Linked DNA regions of Sus scrofa: region 1 is linked to region 2. A link is a contact called in public Hi-C data. All regions are on one chromosome and are shown on one strand. Each heading gives the region's core, a stretch centred on a gene start, on an enhancer-like site or on the middle of the called end of the contact. The rest is flanking DNA. Distances are from core to core; before and after follow the strand shown. Region 1 overlaps TNS1 (tensin-1). Region 2 has its middle 200 kb from the start of TNS1.

The links. Hi-C and Micro-C count contacts between places; a contact is called where the count stands out from the background.
Region 1: a contact with region 2 is called in a Hi-C map of skeletal muscle, with 5 times the contacts expected there. The contact joins two enhancer-like sites. A contact is called at or near these places in 22 of 47 Hi-C or Micro-C datasets (adipose tissue, alveolar macrophages, brain and 14 more) and 1 of 2 datasets of contacts at active chromatin or transcription factors (skeletal muscle).

What each region holds. Positions count from the first base shown.
Region 1 is chr15:120,018,928-120,021,640 of Sscrofa11.1, reverse strand. The region is part of intron 17 of TNS1 (tensin-1); the gene reads left to right. Among named protein-coding and RNA genes, the nearest start is that of TNS1, 120 kb to the left of the region's middle. Within about 2 kb of position 1,405, at least 4 of the 83 cell types and tissues checked have an H3K27ac peak or open chromatin away from gene starts, as enhancers often do. A contact at or near this core is called in skeletal muscle, where this site is marked.
Region 2 is chr15:119,944,438-119,947,220 of Sscrofa11.1, reverse strand. No RefSeq gene overlaps it. Among named protein-coding and RNA genes, the nearest start is that of TNS1, 200 kb to the left of the region's middle. Within about 2 kb of position 1,475, at least 7 of the 83 cell types and tissues checked have an H3K27ac peak or open chromatin away from gene starts, as enhancers often do. A contact at or near this core is called in skeletal muscle, where this site is marked.

The sequences.
Region 1 (2,713 bases), core at 156-2,655, 74 kb before region 2:
AATCACAGATAGGTTAGGCACCTTGTTCTAGAAAATACCCTGGGCAGATGGTGAAGGCAGGATCCTGATGGGGATGGGTGGGAGTCTGGAGCTGGTCAGGGACAGTGCGTCCTATCATTCTGTGATCTTGAGCTGAAGGAATATCTATAGCTTGAAATGCTTTAGGCTGTTTTATCTGATCTCTTTCCAGCCCTGCAACTGGTGCCTGGACTGGTCTGGAAAACCTGCCCCATTACACAGAGAGGGAGGCTGGATTTCAGACCAAGGCCCATGAGTTCTGCCTCCTGGCTGCCTTAGCCACTTACACGGTCCTGTGTCCCATCACCTCCCAGGGGATGGGGGAGGTAGCAGGAGGTGGCCCCTTTGGGTAGGGAGTGAGGCAATTAGTGGGGACAACAGCCCCCGTGGCCACCCTGGAAGAACACCTGAGCACCACGGTGAATGTCTGCCCTTGACATACTTTCCCAGGGTGTGACATTTTTGCTTTCTGACCTTTGGGGTATGATGCAGAGGAACCAGTAAAGGGGAGGGGGTAAGATTGCAAGTGGTCCCAGATAATTCAGGAAAAGTGTCCAAGGGTCCCAGAGTGATACATCTGCTTCTTGTTTCTGAGCAGAAGGTTTTAGGGGGTGATTTTCTAAGAACAGGTGCTGAGAACCTGGTTTTTGTTGGGAAATCCTAACCTGGCTGCCGGAGGGGGCAGCCCCTCTGGTCTGGGTCAGGGGTAGGGGAGGGAGCACGGTGGAAGAAAGTCAAAACTGCTACTGAAAGCCTCAGCTTCTGGCACTGTTCTATGCCATCATGTTATCCAAAAGGCTTAGACTGCAGCAGGAGGAATCTGAGTCAGCCACCTGGTAGAACTTCCCAACTGTGAAAAGGTGGATCAGCTGTGGCAGGGAGCTTGGGCCCTGGTCCTCTTGCCCCCTTGGGCAGAGATGTCGAGAAACAAGAGACAAAGGTCTCAGTGTGGGGTGGTCTACATAGAGGTGGTGACAGAGGCAGGGATGGGATGACTTCTTCAGGAGGATCTGGGTACCTTCTGCCCACCCCTCCCCGAGGGAGGCCTCTCTGAACCTGCTGGAATAATCAGAGTGCTGAGAATTTAAATATAGGGTTGGCCTGACCTCGTGGGTGAAGAAGATGACACCACTGACCCAGCATCTGCCGGCCACCTGCTTAGTGCTGCTCCTGGTCGGGTGGGGTGGGGCTGTGCTGATGCCCTCGGACCCTTAGCTGGCCCGGCTCTGTGAGGCAGCTGGCAGGCTCGGAGGGTAGTGTCTGCCCATGGAACATTCGGTAAATCAATACCCTCCTGACTGAATGTGCCTTTGGTCCTCTGTAATCTCTGCCATCGGGTGGAGGCTGGAAAACCGGAGCCACACTCGGAGCGGACGCAGAGCTCTTGGCCAGCGGCCTGAGCCGCACGTCTGCCCTCTTGCTGTGCTCAAATGTCAGGCTCTGGGCTGGGGAAGAGGAGAACGTGCAATCTCTCCCCCTCAACCACCCTCTATGCTTCCTCTCCTGCCAGATCAAGTTAGTGGGACCCGGCAAGACCCCAACATAGGGATTCTAACCGTGTCCAAGAAAAGAAATTCGAGCTTCCATTGACCACATTTTTAAAAAGATTGCTCTGTATATTTCTTTTTTTTTTTTTTCTTTTTAAGTCTGCACCTGCGGCACCTGGACATTCCCAGGCTAAGGGTCAAATAAGAGCCACGGTTGCAGGCCTACGCCACAGCCACAGCAGCTCTGGATCCAAGATGCATCTGTGACCTATACCACAGCTTATGGCAACCCCGGACCCCTTAACCCACTGAGCCGGGCCAGGGAAGATCCCACATCTTCATGGACACGATTTCAGGTTCTTAACCTGCTGAGCAACAGTGGAAACACCAATCACGTTTTTTGGTACCCAACTAAAGCTGCTTTTCACCCATCATTCCCTTTCTCTTTCCCCTTCTTCTTCCTTCTCTCCCTCCCTTTTCTCTCCTCCGCCCCCCCCCCCAAATACTTACATAAAATCTACTGGATGGCAGGCCCTAGGCTGGCCCTGGTGCTGTAGAAAGTCGCACCTTGGAGTTGCCTGCAGACCAGGGCAGGGAGGTGGAGAGGCAAGATCAGACAGGTGCACCATCCACTGTGCCCCCCAGCCAGATGGAGAAGGATCTTGGCCAAGAGCCATGCTTCTTAGGAGAGAAGAAGCTTCGGGGATGGTGGTGACCAGAGGTGGATGGCTTTGCAGAGGGGCTGCATTTGTCCTGGGCCTGGGAGGGTAGATGGCAATGAACACAGAAGTGTTTTTCGGATCTAAAAGTGGCATAGCGACACAGAAAGTAGAGGGAAAGAAAGCGGTCAAGTGGATCTGGCCTCCTCTCACCACTCTCCCCGTGCCGTGTGGGGTGGGTGGGATGTCAGTGGAATGGGGATGCTGGTGAGGGAGGGGGTGTGAGGGGAGCATCAGGGGAGCCATATTCACCGGGTCCGGGAGGGGAGAACAAACCAAGAGATGAAGAGGAAAGAGCACCCAAAATTCTGCAGTGGGTGCGTCTTGCCCAGTGGATGTGGCTGAGTGATGGGGGCCAAGAGAGAACAGAGTTGACGAGAGTTGTGTTTCTGGATCATTCTGGATTATTCCTTGCTGGGTCTGTTCAGGTCCTGGGTGCTCCTCCCTGCTTTTAGAGGCTGTGCCTGGCCCTCTTTCTCCTCATCCAGG
Region 2 (2,783 bases), core at 226-2,725:
TAGTGAGTACCGAGGGCAGCTCCTCCAACTGTTTGGTCCCAGGACTCCTTTACATTCGGTTTTCCTTCCTTCCTTTTTTTTTTTTTTTTTGTTGGCCTTTCAGGGCCACATCCACAGCATAGAGAAGTTCCCAGGCTAGGGGTTGAATCAGAACTGCAGCTGACAGCCTACACCACAGCCACAGCAGTGCCAGATCCAAGCCATGTCTATGACTTAGACCACAGCTCACGGCAACGCCAGATCCTTAAGCCACTGAGCCAGGCCAGGGATTGAACTCGCATCCTTATGGATACTAGCTGGATTTGTTATCGCTGAGCCACAGCGGGAACTCCAACGTTCTTAAAAGTTATTGAGGACCCCAAAGAGCTTTTATTCATATGGTTTCTACTTTCCATACTCACCATATTATAAATTAAACCAGAACATTTCAAAAGTGTGTATCAATTCACTTCCCCAGCACTATTAAACTCACCACATGTTAATGCTTTTATGAAAAATGATATTTTCTAAAATAAAAAAGATCAGGTGAGAAGGGTAACACCGTTTTGCATTTTTGAAAAGCTTCCTTCATGCCTGGCTTAACAGAAGCCAGCTGGGTTCTCCTATGTGCTCCTGCACTCACTGTGTTGTGATATCACACGTGTGCCTCTGGAAGACCCCACCACACACTCGTGGGAAAATGAGGGTGAAAAAGGCAAATAACAGGTTAGTATTATGAAGAAATTAGGTTTGATAAGTTTTGACTTCACACAACCTCTGAAAGGGTCTCAGGGATCGCTGGGGTCCCGGTCTGTGCTTTGAAAACTGCCGCTCTAAGGGACCAGGACACAGGGAGCAGAAACACCCCGCCTGTGATAGAGGATTAACACCCATCGCACCCCCTCTGTGTGCCAGGCTTCATCCTGTCTAATGTTCCTAATGAACCCACGAGGCAGATGTTGTTACCATGCCAAGTGACAAACAAGGAAACTGAGGCCGCAAGAGGTCATTTAGCTTCTAAGTGGCAGAGCTGGTGCTTGTCACTACTGGTGACAGCTGGCATTCCTCACACCCTCTAAGTGCCAGGGATGGCGCTGAGCACATACGTGTATTTTCTCAAGCCACTTACCCGGAGAGATAAGGGCGCTGTCCTTGTCTTCATTTTACGGAGAAGGCAACTGAGGTTCAAAGGAGTTCAGAGATTGCTGGAAATCACAAAGCTGCTAAGTGGCAGAGCCAGGCTACGAGCATAGGCTGAGCTGACTTCTCAGTCCACGCCCTTCCCAGCTCACGCCTCTCGCTCTGCTCCCTGGCTGTGCCACAGAAGGGAAAGACAGACTCTGATGAGGGATGGGCAGACAGGAGAGCAAACCGACAGCTTTAGTCAGGAGGTCAAGGGCTGGGCAGTGGTGCTGGTTTCCCCTGGGTGGCCCAGGGCTCTGGCTGTGTGATGGGGTAGGGCACCTTCGATGCCCCCTAGCTGTGCAGTCAGGTGAACACCTCAGGCTGGTCATGGTGCAGGGGAGGAGAGCCAGGCTAGGACCTGTGTGTGGGGCTGATCTAGCCTGTCTTCCAGGGGACTGCACAGTGAGGCAGGGTGGGGGCCAGCTGTGCTCCCAGTGCCCTTAGGACGGGAGAATGGGCTAGGGCTGCAGCGGAAGCCGGTGAGGAAGTGAGTGCTCACCACTTACCTTATTATACTGAATAAGGTGTGTTTTTTTTTTGTTTGTTTGTTTTTAACACTGCATCTGAGGCATATCAAAGTTCCCAGGCTAGGGGTTGAATCAGAGCTGTAGCTGCTGGCCTATATCACAGCCACAGCACCTTGGGATGGGAGCTCAGTCTGCGACCTGCACCACAGCTCACGGCAATGCCAGATCCTTAACCCACTGACTGGAGCCAGGGACTGAACCCATGTCCTCATGGATACTAGTCAGGTTCATTACCACTGAGCCACAACGAGAACTCCAAGGACATTTTCATTTCCTGTAAAAAAGTGTGGTCCAGGCACTGCCAGCATCAGCATCCCCTGGGGATTATTAGGAAGGCAGACCCTCTGGTCCCATCTCAGAGCAGATCAGAACCTGTGCTTTAACAAGAACCTCAGGAAGCCTGCACGGGTGCTGAAGTCCGAGCAGACTGGGTGGGTATCACACAGCTGCACTTGACCCTGGGCCCGAGATGCTGAGCCTGGACTTGCCTCAGCACCCCTGGGAAGGTCAAGACTGCAGCACTCTTGTCTGGGTCCCTACTGGAGATGAGCGGCCACAGGCCTCACCTCAAGGCCCGTCCTGCTGACAGGGTTCTGGAGCCTTCGCAGAGACTGGGGCCAGGCGGGATGAGGCCTGACCCTGCTGAACTGGAACTCCAGTTGCAGCAGATGTGCAGGGTGTGAGCAGAGTCTGACCTGGGAAGAGGCAGGAACATGAGGTGAAGGTGGAGGGGCAGAGAGATGAGGCTGGGGCCAGAGGTGAGGAGTCAGTCTCAGACTTGGCTGAGAGTACCAAAGCTTGAGTCCCACCCAGAGGTTCCCCGTGACTCTGTCGGAGGTCCCGCTGGGGGGCTGGGATTTTTTTCTTCTCTCCCCAGGAATTCTACAGGCAGTTAGGGCACAGAACCTCTCCCTAAATGCACTCTTCCGTGGCAGGTGTATCTGCACTAGAGATGGGTAGGGAGGAGAGCAGAGGGGGACAAGTCCCCAAGGACAGTCCTTCTCCATGTTCCTTCCTCTGCAGGTGGGAGGAGGCTGGCCGAATGTCTCTTCTTGAACCCAGGGCTGACTCTACCCCAGTCACCCTAAGGGA